Regions from separate parts of the Oryctolagus cuniculus genome. Here region 1 is linked to region 2. The links are chromatin contacts, called in public Hi-C maps. All regions are on one chromosome and are shown on one strand. The core of a region is the stretch at or near the end of the contact, and the rest is flanking DNA. Distances in the headings are between cores, read along the strand shown.

Region 1 (7,039 bases), core at 4,231-6,730, 110 kb after region 2:
CAGTCAGAGAGAGAAAGAGACAGAGAAAAAGGTCCTCCACCCACTAGTTCACTCCCCAGATGGCTGCAACAGCCGGATATGGGCATATACAAAGCCAGGAGACAGGAGCTTCTTCTGGGTCTAAGCACTTGGCCCATCTTCTACTGCTTTCCCAGGCCATAGCAGGGCGCTGGATTGGAAGTGGAGCATCTGGGACTTGAACCGGTGCCGATATGGGATGCTGGCGCCACATTCGGTGGCTTAACCTGCTACACCATGGTGCCGGCTCCAACCTTCTCCCTCTCTTGCTGTCTTGTCCATCTCTGTGTCTCAAATAAAGAAATAAATGAAGGCTTCATTCACATATAATCAATGAAGCAATATTGTTCCTGGCTTGTTTAGATCCAGCCATGGAATGCTACATTCCTGAAGGTTGGTTTGGGAGTAAGAGTGAGGGCAGGAAGGTGGTGCTGACACAAGTGGCCGGGGTTAGGGAAGTGTCCCCCAGAGGCCATGTTCCCAAACGTGGGTAGAAAAGCTCGAGATCTGGAGACCACAAAGCTGGGTTCCAACCCCGGGGCCTTGGCAAGTTTGCCTGCGATTGTGGGCCAGGCCTTTAACTTCCCCGAATACCTCATTTTCAAAATTTGAGTTACAACCACTTTCCTACATACGTTAAAGAGTTTTGAGGGTCTGAAAAGATAATTTAAGAGGAAGTGCTGTGAAATCTGCAAGGCGCAATGTACACAGAAACTGTCGTTTCTCTGCTCGTTTTATTTGTTAAATTTGCTGAGCTAGGAGACAGGGTCTTGGTCTATGAGCCTCCTAGGGGAAGTGTCTCCTTTCCAAGTTGAACCCCCACCGCTTTCTGGAGGGATGCAGGTCTGGCCTGGTGCCAGGCGTTCCTGAGCATCACCTGCTGGGCGTAGAGGAAACTGCAGTGTCAGGCACTCACTGGGATCTCCTCCCCTAGCCTTGCAGCTAATACTTGGCCGAGGTGGTGCATTCTGGAACCTTCTCTCCCATTGGCCAGTGGAGTCTCTGCGTGTCTTCTGCCAAGAAGATTCATAATCATTGAAACCTATGACTAATTTGTCTTTCCGAACATTTGGATTTGATGTGAATTCTCAAAAAAAAAAAAAAAAAAAAAGCCCTTGGGGGAAAACTCATCTAAACTCAAACCTTTTTGTTTTCCGCCCTGATACGCCCTTGTGCTCACAAAGCTGAGCCATCGCACAAACCCCACAGGAAAAATCGCATTGAATTATACAGAGAGGGGATTAATAGTTTGTTTTCCTAACGCTGGCTGGGTCCAGCTCTACGACACAGAGAGTCTATGACTTCGTCCATTTTCTGAAAGCACTCCTGAAGTGCACAACTGGGCACAGGCCCACGGGATGAATAAGAAACTCGGGAAAATGGAGTTAGGTTTGCCAGCAAGACACAGAGAATTCAGAATTTGAAATGGCTTCAACTTGGAGTTCTTCTTTTTCTTAATGAATGGGTGTTCTCTTTACTTTTCATGTGGGAAACAGATTATTTGCAGTTGAATCCATGTTTTTCCTGTAAAGCAGGGAAAGTCAGAGGTTATTTCTTTGTTGTTGTTGCTGCTTTTTCTTTTCTTCCAAAGACACAAGTCCAAATACGCTTATCCGTGGACTGTGAGGGTGAACAGCTGGGTCAGACACCAGCACCAGCAAATGCACAGCCTCCTTCCATCTTCTGGAAGCAGTGAACCGGCTGAGCAAGCTGCTGTCTGCTGGTAAGTAGTAACAGGTTCTTCCACGGCCTGCGTCTGGCTTTCTCTCACGGAGTGGAGTAGCTCCTGGAAGTACAATCATGATAGAAATACTCATTTACATTTTAGCTTTGGGGGCCTGCATTGTGGTACAGCAATTTAAGCCACTACCTGCAAAGTCAGCATCCCATATGGGTAGTGGTTCGAGTGCTGGGCTGCTCGGCTTCCAATCCAGCTCCCTGCTAATGTGCCTGGGAAAGCAGTGGATCAGGGCCCAGCCACCCTTCTTAGCCCTGAAAGGAAGTCTTTGATGAAACAGGAGCATTGCTTTTGGAACTGTCATGTATAAAATGCAGGCACGAAGGGGAACGTGAGGATGGATTTGCCCCCCCCCCTTTTTTTTTATTCTAAATTGCACTAGCTTTATTTTTTTTTTTATTTATTTTTTTTTATTCTAAATGATTTGCCCCTTTTTAAAGCAGTCTAGAAAAGGATGACAATGATCTAAGAGCCAGAGTTTAGGCCAGAGGGAGACAGGCGGGCTCGTGTACTTGGTGGCCTGTAGGCGCATTTCCTGCCTGTCTTCCACATTTCGCTTCTCTCTTTTCATTTGGACTTCATTGTCCAGGCAGCCCACAGTGTGCTGGGCCAGCCCCCGCCCTGTCCAGAGCAAGCCTTTGTAGAGTCAAAATCAAAATGGAGTGAGTGGCTAAAAGCTAATTGCAGATCTCTTGCTTCTATACACATTGGCTTTGCTTGCTAATGGCTAAGGGTGCATCTTGTGAAACTATGTGGGCCCAAATTCCAAGGAACTGAGAAAGGACACAACCTGAGTGTTCTGCCTAAGATGACAGAGACGCCCTGCACTGTAACCTTACAGCCCTGTCTCGGGTTTGTTATTGTTCCTGGGTTTGTTATTGTTAACTGTTATCTTACAAGCATATTCTGTTGGTTTTTTTTTAATTGTTAACTGCACACCAGGGGTTCGAAATTGTGAGCCCTAGTGGACAGAATACTATAAAAAGCTATGTGTTGGGGGCCACATGCTGGTAAGGAGTGTTGGTCCTGATCGGCCGCTTTGCCTCCCATTTTCAATAAAATTCATGTGTGGCTGTCACTGTTTTTTGCAATATTCTATTTTAGCTGACGAGTGGATGCAACACCTTGACATGGACACCTCCCTGCTGAGCCCTGTCTGGGCTCCGCGTCCTCACAAAGGCACTTGTGAGGCACATGGCCTGCGCTTGGTCCACCACTGAACCATCTTATAAAAGAGACGGTGTGTTTGGAGGGGCTTTGCGTATTTGGAAACTAAACTTTTTTGCATTGTTTCCAAACTGGTGGCTCTCAGCTGCAGATGTTGCTGGTTTACAATTAGAGTTGTTACTGGCACCTAGTGGGTAGATACTGTAGGGAAGTTCATTTTTCCCCTCTGGAGGTCTGATAATTGGGTCTGCTGAAATAAACTGACAGTAGACAAATTGGCAGGAAAAAAAAGCACACAAACTTATTGTGCACATGTGCAAGGGAACCACACAAAATATGAAAATTCAAAGAAGTACCAGATGGTTGAAGTTTAAATACTCTCTTTTTAAAAAGATTTATGTATATATTTGAAAGGCACAGTGACCGAGAGAGAGGAAGAGACAGAGAGAAATAGGTCCCATCTGCTGGTTCTCTCCCCAAATAGCCGCAAAGGCCAAGGCTGGGCCAGGTCAAAGCCAGGAAGCCAGAACTCCATCTGGGCCTCCCACGTGGGTAGAAAGAACTCAGGTACTTGGCCATCACCTGCTGCTTTCTCAGGTGCATCAGAGAAAGTAGACTGGAAGTGGAATAGCAAGGTGGTGGCTTAGCCCTCTGTGCCACAAAGCCTGGCCCCTTAAACGCCCTCTGCATAGAGGAGAGGGGAGTGGGCATTGCCAGTGACTGTTGAGGCTGGTCAGCGATGTTTAGGGTACAGAATGAGCCTGGGACAGACAAGGGCCTGGGGCAGAGTTCCTCCGGGCTCTAGGTGTGGTCCACTTTGTGATAAGAGATTTCAAGGAGGGGATTTCTCCTTCTGGAGAAGCTGAAAATAAAGGAACTTGAGAGGGAGCCTTTCCCTGGATTTGCAGCTCAGTCTAAGTCCAAAGAAGCCCACTTTGCAAAATCATGTCAGAGTCCCTTAGAAGGCCAAGGATGCAGCTGAACATCCTACATCGGACAGAACAACCTCCACCCCCCACCCAAAAACAACAACAACAACAACAGTGATGTGGCCCAAAATGTCACCGTGCCAAGTTTGAGAAGCCCTGTCTGGGAGGAACCAGAAAATGTACATTCTTTTCTGAAAGACGCAAAATAGCTGGATTACAATGCAGTCTGTATCACACTGCGTTTAGTCTTCCAATATGACTGCCTATGACACACAACCACAGGACCTCAGCCTCACACGACTGTAATGTGAGCTTTTGCTCACGCGTCTGGAGGCTATTCGAGCAGTTCTGCTAGTCTGGGTCAGGCCTGGCTGACCATGACTGAGGTGGTTCAGGTCTCTGAGGCTAACTGCCGGTTGGCAGGGAGCTGGGCACTCTAAGATGCTTTCACGCTTATGTCTAATGGGTTGTATATAATGGCAAAGGGTTCTACACTGTGTGGTCTGCCATCATTCAGCAGGCCAATCCAGGCTTTTCACATGTAGGTGGCAATGTTAGAGAGAGGGGGAGAGAGAGGAAATGGGGGGGGGGGGCTTCTGAGGCCTGGGCTCGGAACTGGCACTGCACCACTTCCGTTGGACTCTATCAGCCAGAAAAAAAAAAGTGACGTTTCAAATCACGGGAAAAGGACTCTATGTTTTTACGAGAAGAGCTACCAAGTCCATTGCAAGGGGCCAGGATACAGGAAGGAGCGAAGAACCACAGGTATTCTTGCAGTCACTTCAATTCTAATGCACACTCACACTTCAAAATCCAGTCAAACATACTGCTCCAGGAAGCGCGTCAACCCCTCCTCACTCCTGGAGAATCCCAGGCTGACACAAAGGTCTGTTCGCATTGTGCCCGTCATGGGCACCACCATCAGCTGGCTCCCAGTGGACGCCCAGCCACCCTGAGTGCAGGAACCCACATGAATGAACAACTCCTTACTTTCCTTCTTCTCTATGTCCCTTAAGCAGTTTGTGATTCTGGCTGAGAGCACAGTTAGAGTTTGGGTTCTGGAGTGAGAATCCTTCTGTGCAAATCCTACCATTGCCTGGGAATAGCTTAAGCCAAGCAAGTTAATTCATTGCTCGCTTTGTCTGCACAACCAGGATCATGACAGTCCATACTCCAGTGGCTCCTGTGGGGTAAAAATGGGACAGTACAGGCAAAGTGCTAGGCGAGTGACAGGTACACACTAACCCTCGTGGACGGGAGCTTGTGTTGTCAGATGCCTCTCCCACACTTTCCACCTGCCATCTGCTTTGTAGAAGACTGTGCCTTCATTCGCTCGCTCACCCTCATTCATTCACCAAATGAATGTCCGTGGAGCCCTTACGTCACAGGTCACCAGCCTACTGACTCCCCAGCAGCTGAGTGCTGTTTGTTTCCATGGCTTGCCCCTCAATCCATTGTCATTGGAAGAGGTTATGGCTTCCTTCTCTGGAGCCGACAAAGGCAACTCAGCAGGGGGAGACACCACGGCCCCCAGGCGGAGGAGTCCCTTGCATCCGGCTCCTCCACACCTGACTCACTGTGGAGAAGCCGCCAGGCTGTTGAACTCCTACCCAGCACAGGCATATTCAAAGAACTGTGTGGGAGGGAGCTCATTGCAAGGGCTGAATGCAGTCTTGCTGTACCATTTCGGGCACTGTTAAAATAAGACACATGCATGACTTCAGACAAATTTTTAGATGGTGGCATAAAACATCTGCTTCTGCCATAGACTGGTTTTTGTGGGTTTCATAAAGAGAAAAAAATTGAAAACGCCCCATGACTAGTACACTGAGTCAGCTCTGTGAGTCGCGACGCCCCTCACCAGGTGGCTGCGTCTACCGCTTTTAGTCCCCTGAGAATTGGCAGGTGCCTCTCACTCGGCGATAGCCTTGGCAGAAATGGAACCGGCAGGGGAGTGGTGTCACCGGCTTCTCCCACGTTCCCGGCTGCCAAATCGGATGACTCTCACTTGGTCTTGAAATCGTTCTTACAGGTTTTAGGTTAGAATCAAACACTTCCAAAACCCTTAAGGGCCCGTGCTGTGTTGTAGCGGGTAAAGCTGCTGCCTGCAGTGCTAGCATCCCATGTGGGTGCTGGTTCAAGTTCGGGCTGTTCCACTTCCATCCAGTCCAGCTCTCTGCTATGGCCTGGGAAAGCAGTAGAAGATGGCTCAAGTTGCTTGGGCCCCTGTACCCGCATGAGAGACCCAGAGGAGGCTCCTGGCTTCGGATCGGCAGAGCTCTGGGCATTGCAGCCAATTGGAGAGTGAACCAGTGGATGGAAGACCTCTCTCTCTCTGCCTCTCCTTTTATCTCTGTGTAACTCTGACTTTCGGGTAAATAAATATATTAAAAAAAAAAAAAAAAACACCATTGCAAGACAGTCTCGGGATCTGGTGGAAGCAGGAAAGAAATGGTAGCACACCTAGACTAGACTACAGCTGGGTTAGCACAAGAACGGCCATCTCTTGGTATTTGCCATAACATAATCACTATTAAACACCAGTATGCATAATATTTTATTTGTTTACTTCTTTGAGAGGCAGAGATAGAGAGATAGGTAGATGATAATATTGCCATTTGTGCCGGCCTGCGGCACAATGAACTGGATCTTCCTGAAACAGAGAGTGGGAATGCGGGACAAGGACGCAAAGAATGGAGCCAAGACAAGTCCTGATCAAGGCTCTTTTATTGAATAAATCCAGTAGTATTTAAACATGACCAGTTGTTTTCAAGAAGGAGCACAAAAGATTTACATATCAAAAAGGCTCTTAAGGTTAGAATAAAACACTTAGGTGATAAATGCAGGTTACAGGTGTGACTGATTATCTGTATCATCTCTTATGAAAGGTTTAGGTTCTTCCTGCCTCTTCCCGGAATCTCCCTAGCCCAATTGTCTGTGACGGGAAGTCTCCATTCACATGTTTAAGTGTAAACAAAGGGGGTGACTACCTGTGGCTGCCCACACCATTCACTAGTTCACTCCAAATGCACGCAATAGCCAGGCCAGGCCAAAGCTGGAAGCTGTGAACTCAGTCCAATCTCCAGTGTGCTAGGCAGGGGTCCAGATGCAGCCCTCACCCGCTGCCTCCCAGGGTTTGCGTTAACAGGAAGCTGGAATCAGGAGCAGCGCCAAGAGGCACTCCAAT
Region 2 (7,401 bases), core at 2,924-5,423:
CCCTTGAGATGCATAATTATCTTGCTAGCTGGGATCCTAAGCTAAAAGCAGAAAGAAACTCAATAGATAGAACAGTTAAAAGTTACAGCTGGGCATATAACAGCATGGGAAAGGTCTGAGGGTCCTGGGGAAATTCAAGAATTCTATTGACAGTGTGATGTCGTCTGAGGCCTCCATTCACAGAATTCTCATGTTCTAAACAGGAGTAACAGCTCCACTGTACTTTAAAGGAGCCAAACTAGTGCATGCAAAGTATTTGTGTTCATTTCTAGATGGTGAAAACTACAGGGATTTTAACAAAAAAAAAATCGGCATTTGAAGGGTTATGATGAAATGATAATGGCCTGAAAAATGTAGCATGAGGAATAGTAGGCACAAGTATACATTGAACAGTTAGGAAGAGGAGAGATTAAGGGACACTGTGATCGCCGCTTTCCAACATCTAAAAGACTACAAAGCAAATAATAGGCTAATCGAGGTTTGTTCCATAGGGTGCAATTAGGTACAGAAGGCATAATATATTCACCCATAAATGACAGGATGAGAGTGTTCAGCACCTTTTTTTCTGTTCTATTTTGTGATTCTGTTACAAAAGACATAAGTCATTTAGGCTTTGTCTGTTGATAGGAGAATGAACTGTATCATACCATTTAGTGAATTTTCCATTATTATAGCTACTAGAGTCATTCAGGTAGGGTATTTCAGGGGCTGTGAAAGTCAATATTGAAAGTTCTTTCTAACTGCAATATTCTAAAAAATACTTATTGAGTTCTTAATATATTTAAGGCACTGTTCCAGTTGAATGTGGTACAAAGTATAAAATAAAAATGTGTACCGTTGTCTGTTAAATTTTTTTTTTTTTTTTTTTTTTTTTTTTTTTTTACAGGCAGAGTGGATAGTAAGAGAGAGAGACAGAGAGAAAGGTCTTCTTTTTGCCGTTGGTTCACCCACCAATGGCCGCCACGGCTGGTGCGCCGTGCTGATCCGAAGGCAGGAGCCAGGTGCTTCTCCTGGTCTCCCATGGGGTGCAGGGCCCAAGCACTTGGGCCATCCTCCACTGCACTCCCGGGCCACAGCAGAGAGCTGGCCTGGAAGAGGGGCAACCGGGAAAGAATCCGGCGCCCCCACCGGGACTAGAACCCTGTGTGTTGGCGCCGCTAGGTGGAGGATTGGCGCCGGCCAATGAGCTCTTACAAAATTTATACAGAGGGTCTTGTTTTGTTCCATTGTTAACCTGACATTTAGAGATTGTTAATCTTTGAAAGAACTAGAAGAAACCAGCCCACGCAACTGTATTTCTTTCCCATCTGTGGATGTTTTAGTCCACAAGGGGGCAGAATTTACTCATGGAGGATTAGCCAATACCTTACCTTTTCATTTTTTTCTTTATTACTAGAAACAAGGATTATAATTTACAAAAATTATAGACTACATTGGATTTAAACTTGATGAACATTTTGTTCTCATTTGTGCTTCTGGGATACATTTCCAACCACATGCAGTTAATTTTCAAGGACCTGTGGTGAAAACGGGTGTCTTAGAAAATAAAGTCAAGGAGTTGAGAAGACCTTTACCTACTAGGAAACAGAAAGATACGTTATTCTTTTTTTTTTTTTTTTTTTGACAGAGTTAGACAGCGAGTGAGAGACAGAGAGAAAGGTCTTCCTTCGTTGGTTCACCCCCAAAGTGGCCGCTATGGCCAGCGCACTACATCGATCCGAAGCCAGGAGCCAGGTGCTTCCTCCTAGTCTCCCATGCGGGCACAGGGCCCAAGCACTTGGGCCATCCTCCACTGCCTTCCCGGGCCACAGCAGAGAGCTGGACTGGAAGAGGAGCAACCGGGATAGAATCCGGCACCCCAACCAGGACTAGAACCTGGGGTGCTGGCGCTGCAGGCAGAGGATTAGCCAAATGAGCCGCAGCACCAGCCAAGACACGTTATTCTAATAACTTTTTAAAAAGATTTATTTATTTATTTGACAGTCAGAGTTACACAGAGAGAGGAGAGGTAGAGAGAGAGAGAGAGAGAGGTCTTCCATCCAATGGTTCACTCCCCAAATGGCCGCAATGGCCAGAACTGTGCTGATCCAAAGCCAGGAGCTTCTTCTGGGTCTCCCATGCAGGTGCAGGGGCCCAAGGACTTGGCCCATCTTCTACTGCTTTCCTAGGCCATAGCTGAGAGCTGGATCAGAATTGGAGCAGCCGGAACTTGAACCGCTGCCCATATGCTGGTGCTTCAGGCCAGGGTGTTAACTCACTGCGCCACAGCACCAGCCCCTCTGATAACTTTTTAATAACATAAGGTCACTGTTTTTACGTCTTTCAACTGAAGCCAAAAACGTATTTTAATTGCCTAAATTATTATGAAAAACATTGTTTATTCAGAAGCTGTCAAATATTGTCTCTAGGGAGTTAACAACAGGCAAAAGGAGAGGAATACAAATCTGTCCCTGTGGCCGGCACTGTGGTGCAGTAGGTTAAGCTGCCATCTGCAGTGCTGGCATTCCAGAGGAGCACCAGTTTGAGTTCCTGCTGCTCCACTTCCAATCCAGCTCCCTGCTAATGTGCCTTGGGAAAGCAATGGAGGATGGCCCAAGCGCATAGGCCCCTGTACCTATGTGGAAGACCAAATGAGGCTCCTGGCTTCATCCTGGCCCAGTCCTGGTTGTTGTGGCCATTTATAGAGTGAACCAGTAGATGGAAGATCTCTCTCCTCTTTCCTCTCTTTTGCTGTAACTCTGCCTTTCAAAAAAATAAATAAATCTTTTAGAAACTATTCCAGATGGTTTAGAGAAGCAAAGGGACTCTCAAGATCCTTTCAGTCTTGAAGTTTAGTTTTTGTTCCAGACCAGCAGTTTATGCTGAATTAGAATTAGAGGCCCCTAGCTGGGGCCTCTGCTGTGGCGTAGCCATTACCTGCAGTGCTGGCATCCCACATGGGCACCGCTTCGAGTCCCGGCTGCCCTACTTCTAATCTAGCCCTCTGTTATGGCCTAGGAAAGCAGAAGATGGCCCGTGTGGGAGACCTGGGAGAAGCTTCTGGCTCCTGGCTTCGGGTTGACCCAGCTCTGGCTATTGCAGCCATTTGGGAAGTGAACCAGCAGATGGAAGACTTCTCTCTCTCTCTCTGCCTGTGCCTCTGTGTAACTCTGCCTTTCAAATAAATAAATCTTTTTTTAAAAAAAAAACAATGCTCTGGCTATATGTAATACAGAATCTGTAGCTGGAGTAGGCCTGCAGAAGGTCAGTTAGGCCTACCAAGGTCTGGACTTTAGGCCAGTTTCCTAGGTAAAACTAGTCTGGGGACCAGTATTGTGGTGTAACAGGTTAAGCTGCCCCTGAAATGCCAGCAGCCCATGTGGGCACTGATTCAAGTCCTGACTGCTCCACTTCCAGTCCAGCTCCCTGCTAACATGCCTAGGAAAACAGCAAAAGATGTTTGGCCCTTACACCCACTGGGGAGACCTGGTAGAGGTTCCGGGATCCTAGCTTTTTCCTGGCACAAGCCCCTGCCATTGCAGCCATTTGGGTAGTTAACCAGCAGATGGAAGACCTCTCTTTCTGTGTCTCTCCCTTTCTGTAACTCTTTCAAATAAATAAATAAATATCTTTAAAAAAAAAAAAACACTAGTGTGGTGAAATGAATCAAATTATTCATATTGTCTTCTCCCTGAGAATCTGAAATCATAGCAAAACTGTTCCAAGATCTTGATGGGCATGTTAGTATCCAATTTTGTATTATTGTGTGTCATAAGCTATTCAGGGAACCTGATTTCCATAACCTCTCCTTAAACTAACATCCTTTCCGCAGTCCTTCTGATTCTGGATGCCAGTACTAACAGGAGCACTGACAAAATAGCTGGCATTCAGGCACGAGTAACCAGGAGTGCACACTTGTTCAGAAAATTCAGTGATACTCCTTTACCTTACTCGGTGCTGCAGAGACAAATGCTCTTGTCTCCTGTCTATGTAAGGATGACGATCGAATAGAGAAATAAAACAGGCACTCAACAAACCCAGTTCAAGGCAGTGTGTAACCAATATTGTGTGCAGGTCAGAAAGTGCTCTAGGAATTCAGAGGACAAAGGTCACTGTGGCCATCAGGGTGGCTTCATAGCAAATGAAATATCTGCACTGAGTCTTGGGGAACAGATGGAATTTTAGCAACTATAAGTGATAGGCAGTGACATCCCAAATTCTGTGAGTGGCAGCCTGCCTGGTCAGCAAACCAGTCACCAAGCTAACTTCAGCCTTGGGTGGCTAGATGGGAATATCCCTTGTCCTGACAAGTTCCCAGAGTCTGACAGTGGGAAGCGGAAGGTCAGTCAGTATCGCATACTCAGCTTGTGGCTGTGCTGCTGTCCCGCAGGCTAGGGGCTATCTGGATGTAATGTTTATCCTAAATTTTCCAGTAATAATCGTTCTGAGAGGAAGCAGACCCAGTCCACAGACATCATTCTACCATTCAGAAGTCTAGCAGTTAACCCTCAGAATTCTGCCCACAGTTCTACATTCATGTTCCATGCATATATTCATGTTTGTGTAACACACACACATATACATGTCCAGAGTCAATATACAGATAAGACAAGAATGTATGCCTTTGATTTCAGGACTCGCAGAGGACCAGATCCCACACTAACCTGTTTCATTGACATATCTATTTATAGCTTCTATCTCATTCTAAATGCTAAGGCGCTTGCTAAATCTAAATCTTTTATTACCTTCAGTAGAGAGATCTTAACAGATGGGGAAAGTTAAAAATAGATACAGACTTACTATTGAGAGGGCAACAGTCCATTGTTAGGGATCCTTGGCCTGAAGTAATGAGATTATGCTGGTAATTGAAATCCACTGATAAATCGATGCCTCAATTCAGCCTTCAAATGTATCCTTCCCTCTCCACCTTCCTATCAAAGCTAATAGCAAAGAGAAGATGACTAGAATGATCTTCATCTCGTCCCCACAGTCACAGTCACTCGAGAGAAGGACAGAAGAGCCGTGTGGGGAAAACAAACAAAAGAATGGAGGGAGTTTCATTTTCTACTGAGAAAAATCACCTCCTATGTGATAAAAATGACATACAGTACAGAGTTGCCTTCCTGTGTATTATAAACCCCCATATGGAAACATTTCTTACTAATAGGTAACAATTGTTGCCCACTTATTATATGCTGAGGGTTACCACTTGATTCATTCGCTTCCATTTTTCACCTTCTGAATAACCATATGAGGTATGCACTATTATCCTCGTTCTACAGAGAATGAAAAATGTAGAAATAATCTGCTCACACAATTAGCAGTAGAGCTCCTTATGCACTGAGTATTCTAATCTAGCCATTTTAACTCAGACCCTTTCCTTAACACTTCATTATACTGCTTCCCAGAGTATGTAGTTAAACATTTTATTGCTTTAGAGTTTCCTCAAAGCTTCTCATCATCCTCTTAGTTCTATTCTTGGTCACCTGCAGCAATGTCTCTCGGTCTTTACTTGCAATCATATATTCTCATACAGTCTCCTTTACTATGATTTGGGACAAGTTAAACAACAAAATTTTAGAACTAGTTTTCAAACTACATGTAGGGGCCAGCGCTGTGGTGCAGTAGGTTAATCTCCGCCTGAAGCACCAGCATCCCATATGAGCACCGGTTCCAGTCCCAGCTGCTCCTCTTCCAGTCCAGCTCTCTGCTGTGGCCTGGGAAAGCAGTGGAAGATGGCCCAAGTGCCGGCCCCTGCACCTGCGTGAGAGACCTGGAAGAGGTTCCTGGCTCCTGGCTCCTGATTTCAGGTTGGTGCAGCTCCGGCTGTTGAACCAGCAGAAGGAAGATATTTCTCTCTGTCTCTTCCTCTCACTGTCTGTAACTCTACCTCTCAAGTCAATAAATAAAATCTTAAAAAAAAAAAAAAAAAGAAACTACATGTAATGAAACAATGCTGATTGAAAGAAGATAGACCCAAGGGAGTACATTCCATATGATTCCATTTACATAATGTACAGAAACAGCAAACACTAATCTGTGCTCTTGGAAGTCTAGATAGTTTCCTGGTGAAGGAGGGTACATGGGGAGGCTTCTAAGGTGCTGGTTATGCTTAATTCCTAGATTTGGGTACTTGTTATTTGGGCATGTTCATTTTGTGAAGTTCATCAATCTGTACATTTATGATGTTCATTTTTCTATATGTATATTACACTGCATTAAAAAACTGTCCTAAATCTCAGCAGTTCAAAACAACAAATATATGTTATGTATATTACTTCATAGTTTCTGTGGTTAGGAGTCTGGCCTGAGTTAGCTGGGTAGCTGTGGCATGAGGGCCAATCATGTGCTCACTGGGGCTGACGTCTCAACTGAAGGCTCCACTGAGTTAGGGGGAAGATCCACTTCTACGGCCACTCATGTAGTTGTCGGTAGAGAGGGATTTCTAAGTCCCTCACCAAAGGAACTTCTCCACAGGCCAGCTGACTCCCCCTAGAGTGAGTGATACAAAGAAGAGCACACAAAATGCCCAAGATGGAAACTCATCACCACCACCCTGTATTATTAGTTATGATCAGTTCAGTCATTTTAACATATATTCCAGGGCTGGCGCTGCGGCTCAATAGGCTAATCATCTACCTGCGGCGTGGGTACACCGGGTTCTAGTCCTGGTCGGGGCGCCGGATTCTGTCCCGGTTGCCCCTCTTCCAGGCCAGCCCTCTGCTGTGGCCTGGGAGTGCAGTGGAGGATGGCCCAAGTGCTTGGGCCCTGCACCCGCATGGGAGACCAGAAGAAGCACCTGGCTCCTGGCTTCGGATCAGCGCTGTGAGCTGGCCACAACAGCCATTGGGGGGTGAACCAATGGCAAAGGAAGACCTTTCTCTCTGTCTCTCTCTCTCTCACTGTCCACTCTGCCTGTCAAAAAAAAAAATTTATTCCAGGAGTGAGTTCAATCTAAGACACTACTACCACGTACTCAAAGTATGCATGTTCTTCCTCTGCCTCACCACTTGCAATGGCAGTAATTTAACAGGCTATAACAGTTCACTGCTTTTTTGGTCACCACAATATCCCTCAAAATATGAATGATGACATGAGTTCTTTCTATTATATAGAAATGTAGTAATAAACGTATTAACACTTTTATGTTGTGTAGCAGTTTTCAGACTTCATAACTCCCATGCATATTGTGATTTTTTAATGCAGAGTAAGTGGGAACTGTAATTTGGTGTTAGTTTATCTGATAACACTATGAAAATTATAAAATACTTCACAATATCAATATCTATCATCTACTGAGTGCTTACCTGCTCTTTACTATACACTAAGGGATACATAATATATATACTATATATTATTTCATTTAATCAGACAACCTTATGAAGCAGAATTTTGCCTCATTTTTATAGAGCAAAATCTAAG

What was found. A called contact is a pair of places that touch in the nucleus more often than the background predicts.
Region 1: a Hi-C map of skin fibroblasts shows a contact between it and region 2, with 2.8 times the contacts expected there. The contact joins two enhancer-like sites. A contact is called at or near these places in 4 of 6 Hi-C or Micro-C datasets (ear pinna, embryonic fibroblasts, psoas muscle and 1 more).

Annotation. Positions count from the first base shown.
Region 1 is chr1:115,607,846-115,614,884 of mOryCun1.1, forward strand. No RefSeq gene overlaps it. Among named protein-coding and RNA genes, the nearest start is that of CLMP, 41 kb to the left of the region's middle. Within about 2 kb of position 5,481, at least 2 of the 8 cell types and tissues checked have an H3K27ac peak or open chromatin away from gene starts, as enhancers often do.
Region 2 is chr1:115,500,853-115,508,253 of mOryCun1.1, forward strand. All of the region lies in intron 1 of CLMP (CXADR like membrane protein), which reads right to left. Among named protein-coding and RNA genes, the nearest start is that of HSPA8, 55 kb to the left of the region's middle. Within about 2 kb of position 4,174, at least 1 of the 8 cell types and tissues checked has an H3K27ac peak or open chromatin away from gene starts, as enhancers often do.